Regions from separate parts of the Capsicum annuum genome. Here region 1 is linked to region 2. The links are chromatin contacts, called in public Hi-C maps. All regions are on one chromosome and are shown on one strand. Each heading gives the region's core, a stretch centred on a gene start, on an enhancer-like site or on the middle of the called end of the contact. The rest is flanking DNA. Distances are from core to core; before and after follow the strand shown.

Region 1 (4,959 bases), core at 92-2,591, 96 kb after region 2:
CTTTCAGACAACAAGTTACGGCCCATGAGCAAGAGTTGACACAATCGCATCGTGTCTTGATTTATAAGATATTCTATAACTCTTGCCTTAGAGGTCAGACTTAGCCCACAAGCTACGCCTCATGGATAAGAGTTTGACACTACCATATTGTGTTTAATTTATGAGATGTTTTATTAGTCTCACCTCTAAGACAAGACTTAACTCAAGAACCTCCCAAAAAAATAAGTTACGCCCAATGAGCAAGTGTTGATAGTTTTATAACTCTTGCCTTAGAGACAATACTTAACTAAAAAATTTTCAAATAACAAGTTATACCCCACGAGCAAGACTTGACTCTACCACATTGTGTTTTGATTTATTAGATATTTTATTAGTCTCGCCTCTAAGACAAGACTTAGCTCAAGAAACTCCCAAAAAAATAATTTACGCTCAATGGACAAGTGTTGACAGTTCTATAACTCTTGCCTTAGAGGCAATACTTAACTCAAGAATTTTCAAACAACAAGTTGTGCCCCTACGAGAAAGACTTGACACTACCACATTGTGTTTTGTTTTATGAGATGTGCTATAACTTTTGTCTTAGAGGCACGACTTATCCCAAATGACTTCTAAACAACAAGTCATGCCCTTAAATTTATTTTCATGTCAAAGATCTCTTTACGAATTATCCAATTTTCTATTAATTAGCAAAATATAATAGAAGTTGAGAAAAAAAAATAGAGAAAAGAGAAACAAGATTGAGAAAAAAAAATAGAGAAAAGAGAAACAAGATTGAGAAAAAAATAAAGGTTTAGTAAAAATAGAAGAATAAAAAATAAAAGAAAATAGAAAAAAGAAAAAAAATAAAGATTGAGGAAAATAAAAATGAGAAGGAAAAAAAACAAAGTATGAAAAAATGAAGAAATAGATAATGTTAGAGGAAAAAAAATAAAGATTGAGACAAATGAATTAAAATAAGAAAAAAAAATCAAGGAAAGATAAAAAGTGAAAAAAAAGAAACAAATAAAAATCGAGAGATAAATGAGCAAAAAAGTTTTAAGACATTTAAAGTGTAGAGAGGTAAAAATGTACTTATACTATACATAAAAAGACTAGTTTCTTTTTGGACAAAAAACTAAAGCCACCCAGTATGAAGGCCATCCAATGTTATTTTACGTATTTTTCCGCCCTTACCCAAATTGGCCCGCGTTGTATGTAATTCGAAAGACGGGCCATTTCTTTGTCAACCCAACTGTTTCTTGATTGACAGTAAACAAACTCCATTTGTTGTTGTGTTAAAGGTCTTGAGTGTATTGATATGGTATGATTTAGGTGGTGAAAATCATTTAGTATTATTGGTGAGGAAGCCCGAGAGAAGTAAATTTTAATTTCAAGTGATTTTTGTGAGAAATATCAGGGTTGTTTAAGCAATTTTAATTTCAAGTGATTTTTGTGAGAAATATCAGGGTTGTTTAAGCTTGTTAGAAATAGTCTAAGGAGGTTGTCTACAAAATTTGTAGTCATTTCGTGGAGATATAAATACAATTGTATAAGTAAAGGCATATAAAGTTGTTTCAAAGAAAGGTTGAATATGCAAGCGTAAACAGAAAAATGTGACTACGTGAGTGCAAAGGGTCGTGTTGAGATATATATATTTTTCCCCAAAATTCCCCTTTTTATACCTTTTTATATTTTGATAAAGTGTTTTGTAGGTCAATTCGCTCAATCGAGCCCTGAGTAAGAAAAAATTCTTGGTAGAGAGCGCTACCCCCCGAATAAGGCCTTACCGGCGCGAATCCGAATTAGTCGGACTCCAATGCGGGTACCGGATATCGGATGAGAAACCAAAACAAAAAAAAAAATTGCTCAAAATATCTAAGCCCAAATCAGCCCAACTTTTAGATGAATTAAATTTGAATGGATTGAAATGATGACCTAAGTTAATAAATGAGTGAGTCGAGGTGGATTAATTTTTTTCATATGCTAATTTTGTCACCTCAAGATGCTGGTGAACATGTACTTGGTCCTAATAACATTTGCAGTAAAGAAACAAACTAGAAGCCTCTTGGTTGGTTGGGTGGGGGGATTGGGGGGCTCCCAGAACAATATTGTAGTTAAAGTGCGCAACAGAAAGAAGATAAATCTGTGTCAACAAGATCTGGAAGATATGTGAACTCTCTCCGGAGTTTATTGAAATGATGCAACAAAACTTAAAGCAACTCTCGAACAGTTGCAGCAGTAGAAAATAGATCAATGCCAGAGGCAGATGTTGAAGACAGTTTAAGTAGCATATGAATAGTCTGGCTAGAAAGGAATACGATATTTTGAAGAGAAAAAAAGATCACATTCCTTGTGTTATTTAGATGTATACAAAATTTATACTTCTGATGTAGGGGAATCATTGTAATTAGCATGTCAAATATCGGGACTTGCTAGACTTCCTGATCCTTCAGTAGTGCGTCAAGTCCCTTACTTTTGTACCTGGTCCTTATTTTTAGCTTGGTTTGCCTCATAATCAACTTGTAAAGTTAACTAAAGTGTTTACGTTACCCAAACAAAGTAGTTCTTCATTTCAGTAATGGCAATATGAATCTTCAAAGGATCACACCTGTAACAGAGCTGCCTAAAAACTAATTGTCAGGGCTAAGAAAGCGGAAGGAGGGTAATTGTATGAAGTAAAACTTTGGCTGCATTTGTTTTATTATGATTCAAACATCTGAATGCCTCTATGAATGATTAAGATGTTGTTCAGATCTGAAAACTGAATGATTAAAACTGTTTGTTTTTCAACATCTAATGTGCAAAATTTATTATTTGTTTATATAATAAAAAATTAATTGTATATTACGAAAATATTTGAATTAATACAACAAAATTATTATTTGATTCAAAAAAAATATTTATATTTGCTAGTGATAGTAGAGATGGTTTGTACTGGTGTTGGTGGTGGTAATGATTGATGTGACTAGTAATGTTGGTGGTGATGACAGAAATGATTAGTATTGTAGTGACTGTTATGACTGTAGCGGTGGTGGTGATTGTGAAGTTGGTTGATGGTAGTTTTTTGGAGGTATTGATTGCGATGGCTGAAAAATGAATGTATGATATTTGAAGATGTGTTGGTGGCAGTTGGAGACGCTATTAGCTGTGATAATGTAGATAGTTGTTAGTAGAAATAGATTATAGTGATGGTAGTGGTTGAAGTGGTGGTAGAGGTAGCGATACCGATGACATTGATGGTGGTGGTAGCTGAAGAACGTGCGGAGGTTGATGATGTATTAGTGGTGGTGCTAGTTGTGATAGATAAGTTAGTCGGTAGTAGGGATTGATCGGTAATGGTGGCGGCGTTGGAATTGGTGTTAGTGTTGGGGTGGCGGTGAATATAATTGAAATAATGGAGGTGATAGGTTTTGTAGCGGCTGACAATAGTGGCTGGTAGCGATATTGATTGTCAATGGTAGCTGTGATGGTGGAAGTGGTTGGTGGTGGTGGTTGATAATAGTGGTGGTGATAGAGGTGGTGACTGGTGATTGTGGATAGAATGGTTGTGAATATTATTCAACACAAGCATACCTCTTAATGATATTGACTTAGACCTCATTTGTTTGCACTTAATGGAGGTCTGAATCTGAATGATTCAGATTTCAGATCATTAAGTGCATTTGTTTTTCATTAAGAGGTATTTTTGTATTGGATAATATTCACCACCACTCTTTCCATAATCATCAGTCATCATTACTAACCACCTCTGCCACCACCATCACTGTCAACCACTACCTTGCCACCAGCCATCACCACCACCAACCACATCACAACCACTATTCACAATCATAATTGCTACTAACCATTATTTTCAGTCGGTACCATATCTACACCTCCATTGATTTAATTATATCCACAACTATCACCACTGTCAACGCCAACACCACCACTATCGGCCAATCCCAACTACTAACCAACTCATCTATCACAATTAGCACCACCGCTAACTACCACATCATCAACATCCACACATTCTTCGACCACCACCACCATTTTCATCAGTGTCGCCATCTCTACCACCGCTTCAACAACCATCATTGCTACAATATATCTCTACTAATAATCATCTCCACCATCACAACAAACAACATCTTGAACTACCACCAACACATCATCAACCATCATACATTCATTTTTAAGCTATTATAATCAACACCTCCAACTACTAACATCAACCGACGTCACACCACTACCACTATCACTACCAATCGGTACTATCATAATAATCACTACAATACCAAACATCTCTATCATCACAACTATCACTACCAATATTACTAATCACGAACATCAATCATTACTACCACCATCACCATTACAAACTATCTCCATTATCACTAACAAATATGATTTTTTCAATCAGAAAATAATTTATCGTATCAAATCAAATATTTTTCAAATATATAAATATCTTTTATTGGAATTATGTTTTTTTTATTATATATGCAAATAAATAATTTTTGCATATTCAGATATTGAAAAACAAATAGTCTTAACCATTCAGATTTCAGATCTGAAGACAACATCTTAATCAATCAGATTCAGACGTCTGAATCTTAATAAAAACAAATACAGCCTTAGTTTCAGATTGATTAAAACCTATTAAGAGCTAAAATCTTAATAAAAAACAAATGCACTTAATGGTCTGAAGTCTGAACCATTCAGATTCAGACCTCCATTAAGTGCAAACAAATAAGGCCTTTCTCCATTCCTCTGAGAACTTAGGACAATGCTCTGCCTTGCCTTTCAGATAATGATGAAATACACTAATATAGAATATAAAGATTCTCAATCAAAGGAAATATATACAGCCAAAAGCAATATATATGGAAGAAGCCTGTTAGTCGTGTCTGAAAGAATTGATTATGAGTCGCTGCAGACATGGACCAAGAGAATATCGGACAAACTAATTTAACTTGGGAAGGCAGTAGTTGTGCG
Region 2 (5,044 bases), core at 413-2,912:
CATTTTTTTGGTAACTCATTTTCTAACATTTGGTCATCGCAAGGTAACCATTTTGTACCAAAAAAGGGGAGAATAAACTCCTTTACATACACCCAATAATTACAACTCTTAAACTAGCCAACACGCTGTTTTCAATCTCTAATACTAAAAAATATCATGCAACATTATGCACATACTTTATCTTCCACCTTGTTTGATTATCATAAGCACCTACTTATACCCAACCAAACTTTAGAAAAGAACCATTAAATGTTTTCCAGTAAAACATTTCCCACTTAGTATGAGAAAATATACTAGCGGTAGGTCAAAGAAATAACCAAGAAACCACAGTTAATGTGTTCAGACATGATCTCGAAATAAAAGAAGAAACAAGTTTGCAGACATTAAGCTACAAGCCAATTGCATGACCTATCCCAGAACTCGCACACTTTTCACATGACATAATGCCAAAAGGAGGTGGCAAATGTAAGTCTATTATAATCTATAAACCCAATTTCACCGGCCTGGGGCTGTTTAAAATGGAAAATATAAACAGAACGACAGACTCAAAAACTGGCTATAAGAACCAACCTGCAGCCTTTAGAATAGCAGTAGACACACTCCAAAATAACAAAATGCATGACTTTTTTCTTTTTATAACCATGGTGTCCTGGTCAGCTTTCTGGCACCTCGATTAATTCTACAGGGTACCTGTCACCTCCCACACCAAATGACAGATACCAGGTGATACCCGATAACTCTGTAAGAATCACATAGTATTTTTGTCTATGCTGAGATTTGAACCAGAACCTCATTATTCTCAAACCACTTCATCGACCACTACGCCATAACTTGGGTGCATGATTTCCCATCTCGATAAAATCCAATTCTTTAAAAAAAAAAAAAAACTGAATTTAAAAAATGAAGATTTTCTCCCCCGCCCCATACCCAATCACACCCAACCTTAATTTTAACGAAAAGAATCAGAACCGCACATGAAGCAGAAAGACATGATTACCTGTATGAGCAGAGGAAATGAGTTTGGTGCGCCTACTCATTTCGGATCCACAGAATAAAAAGGAGGAGTAATTATCAACAAACAAAGAAGAATTAGAGGAGGAAAAGTGAGTAAGAACATTGTCGGATTTGGTGTCAAGGAAAACCCTTCTTCTTCTTCTAGTTGGAGCAACAGCAGCAGCCCGTTTGCATTTAGACTTAGAAATCCCAAAGAAACCATCTATTTCATGCTCAACAACTGACATGCATGACCCAATCAGCCATGACGATACCGTCGATGACGCCATTCCGATCAAAATATACAACCCCCTTTATATATATGCTTTTCAATGCTGTGCCAACTGAAAGTCTGTACAAGAAAAATAAACCAACACAAATGCTAAATAATGCAGGGGGGGAGAGTTCAGTTCAGAACAACTTCAGAGCAGAGAAGAGGAGGGGGCGAGGGGCAGGGACGGGGAGAGATTAAAGGAAACTGGGTTAGGGGTACGGGTGGCTTATATTCGTGGGGTTGGTTCAATCTGAGAGAGATGAAGAAACCAAAATGCTGTCGTTTTCCTGTATCTCTGCTCACTATAAACTACCAAGCATTTCTGGTCCCGCATTTCTGAGCCAAGCTTTAATTTCATCCTTTTCTTTATTATTTGCTTCATTTCATTTTATTTTATCCTTACTAATTTTAACACTCTAAAAAATTATTTTGTTAAGTTAATATTATTAGTTATATTTTATAAATTTAAATTTAACTATTAATATTCAGTCTATCATACAAGATAGCTGTATCTTTTTTGAGATCTACCACAAAAGGAGATATATAATTCAGACTTTCCAGAAATCTCTACAACTGGGTTTTGTCTGTTATTTCATCAGTAAATTTAGAAGCAAATTCAGTACTTCTATTTATGGGAATAATTTTTCCTTTGTCAATATTGTGAACTAGAAATTTGACATTGGTCTAGAATAAAAACATTTTTGGCCTCGAAACTACTAAGCCATTTTGTATAATGATCTTTCTGAAAAGATCTAGATGTTTAAAATGTATTTCTACGTTCTTTAAGAACACCAGAATGTCATCAATGTTGACAATGATAAAATTACTATGTGGCATAAAAATATCATTCATGATATTCTAAAACTCTGAAGGAGCATTCTTCAGTCCAAAAGGCATGACATTCCATTCAAATTATCTCATTGGAACATTGAAAGCAATTCTATATTTATCAGTTTCTAATAGCTGAATTTGTCAATAACCTGATTTCAGATCAAATTTTAAAAATATTAGAGCATCATACAAACAATCTAATAAATTCTTCTTATTGGGAATTGGATATCTAATCTATTTGAGGACTTTATTCAAATGTTTGTAATTGATAACTAACCTCGGAACTCCTCATTTTGGTTCTGCATACTTATTCACATAAAAAGCAGTACATAACCATGGAGACTCATAGATATTGCCGGATCGCTTCATTGTTTCACTAAGTACCTTCATTATATGCTACTTAACCTTGATAATAAATCAAATCTTAAATCAAGTCCCAATTACGACCCTGCACGCCCATTTGGCTAATCGGTTTTTTCAGGAACATCCGGCATTAATGCCAAGATTGGACTCATAACTGCAGCATCTTAACATAAAGACCTCTGCAACAATGGAGGTTTACAATTCTTATTAATAACAAGATGTCATTTTATACATATAACATATTCTGTTATAGCTCAACACTAAGAATTTAGCCCATCATAGGCTAGAGATAATAAAGTTTAAATTAAATTTAAAATAAAATAAAAATTTAAATTAATCTTAAGACGGATGGATTGTGCTCAGAAGTAAAGATCTTTTATTCCACACTCAGAATTTTTACAAGAGAGGGTGAGAGAGTACAAAAGAGAGGGGTGCTGAAAACTTTTCTCTAAAAAAATAAAAATGAGCTCCTTATATAATGGATGCTCTATACAAAAGACAAAACAAGAAATGACCCTTACCATTCACAATTGTCCTTTACTATTTATAAACGACTCTTGTTTTTTCAAAAAGCTAAGTGTCCTTTACTATTCATAAATGACTCTTGCTTTTTCATTAAGTTGTTTTCATTTTTTCTGCCATCATAGCTTTCAATAATTTCAATATTGGCGGGATTTTCCATGTTCTTATGTCATTTTTCCCCTTTGTTTTTTGCAGTGCTAGAAGATTCTTCCATGGTTGTTTAGAATTTTAGCAAATAATCATCCAGATCTATTTCTTCATCACTCTGGATATCCTGCGATTCGTCAGCCAAGCAATTCCCTGCAAAAGAGATGGACATATCTGAAGTGTACTCCTGATCAAGATTTTTCAATAAATCTTTTTTAACTTGTTCCATATAGGATGCCAAAATCTCACCTTTGGTCATTGTGCCCTTCTTCATTTAAAGCTTTCTAGTGATATTTTTGAAAGGGTTAAGCTCTTCCTATTCATGAGGAGACTCCATTTTTTTTGCTGCCTATATTTTGCAACGGTCATCTTTATTGATCCAATTAGTTGGTGACCATGGATATTACGGTCACCAGTTTGCTGGTTTAATTTTCTCCAAAATTTTATATTATAAACCCGCATCAAACATGGTAAATTATTAGTATTTGATTTTACCTCTATGAACCACATCAAGATCTACGGAATTAAAAATTCAATAAAGAAATACATCATAGATACAACAACAACAACAACAAACCTAGTATATTCACACATAGTGGGGTCTGGGAAGGGTAGAGTGTACGCAGTCCATACCACTACCTAAAAAGAGGTAGAGAGGTTGTTTTCGACAGCCCCTCGGCTCAAGATAAGAGGCAGTATACAAAAGCATGAAAGGCATAGAACAGGATAAAATAACACAGATAAGACATCCACAAAAAAAGAAGGACACCAAAATCTACGTAATTACGGACTATGACCCATCCACACCCTTAGCCCTCTATCCTAATATTTTTCCTTCATACCTTCCTATACAGGGTCATGTCCTCAGTCAAATGCAACAGCTCCATGTCTCATCTAATCACTTCTCTTCAGTATTTCTTCGGTCTACCCCTACTCCGCTTGAAACCATCCAAGGCCAACCTCTCACACCTACGAATTGGGGCATCCGTGCCCCTTTTCATCACATGACCAAATCATCTCAATCTCACTTTCCACATTTTATCCTCCACTGACACCACTCCCACCTTCTCTCGAATAATTTTATTCCTAACCCTGCCAGCCCTCGTGAATCCATACATCCAGCGCAACATCCTCATTTCCACCACCTTCAACTTTTGGATATGAGAATTCTTAACCGGCCAACACTCCGCTCCATACAACATAGCAGGCCAGACTACAACTCTATAGAATTTGCCTTTCAGCTTGGGGGACACCTTCTTATCACATAAAATTCCCGAAGTAAACCTTTATTTCATCCAACCTGCCCCAATACGGTGAGAGACATCCTCATTTATCTCTTCATTTCTCTTAATTGTAAACCAGAGATACTTAAAACTATCCCTCTTGCAAACTGCCTGAGAATCCAACTTCACTACCACCCTCCGTCTTGCCTCGAGTCACTAAACTTACACTCCAAGTACTCCATCTTGTTCCTACTCAACCTAAAACCTTTAGACTCCAGGGTTTGTCTCCAAACCTCCAGCTTATCATTAACCCCTTGTCGCAACTCATCAATCAAAACTATATCATCCGCGAAAAGCATACACCAAGACACTTCGCCCTGTATATTTCGCGTTAATATATCCATCACCAAAGTAAATAAAAATGGACTAAGAGTTGATCCCTGATGCAACCCTGTCAAGACTGAAAAATGCTCAGAATCTTTTCTCACTGTCCTAACCCGAGTCTTCGCACCCTCGTTCATATCTTTAATCGCTCTGCAGTACACCACCGGGACCTCCTTCATCTCCAAAGCACCTCCCTAGGGACCTTGTCATACGCTTTTTTTAAGTCGATAAACACCATATGAAGGTCCCTCGTCCTCTCTCTATGCTGCTCTACCAATCTCCGCACAAGGTGAATCACCTCAGTCGT

The links. Hi-C and Micro-C count contacts between places; a contact is called where the count stands out from the background.
Region 1: a Hi-C map of leaf shows a contact between it and region 2, with 2.3 times the contacts expected there. The contact joins the enhancer-like site here to the promoter of LOC107853744 in region 2. A contact is called at or near these places in 3 of 5 Hi-C or Micro-C datasets (bud, leaf and placenta).

Annotation. Positions count from the first base shown.
Region 1 is chr7:78,736,915-78,741,873 of UCD10Xv1.1, forward strand. The region is part of intron 7 of LOC107853747; the gene reads right to left. Among protein-coding and RNA genes, the nearest start is that of LOC107853747, 17 kb to the right of the region's middle. Within about 2 kb of position 1,342, at least 3 of the 5 cell types and tissues checked have an H3K27ac peak or open chromatin away from gene starts, as enhancers often do. A contact at or near this core is called in bud and leaf, where this site is marked.
Region 2 is chr7:78,640,704-78,645,747 of UCD10Xv1.1, forward strand. LOC107853744 (3-oxoacyl-[acyl-carrier-protein] synthase II, chloroplastic) reads right to left here and starts at 1,663. Exons shown (of 14, transcript XM_016698726.2): 1 at 998-1,663. The coding sequence starts at 1,283.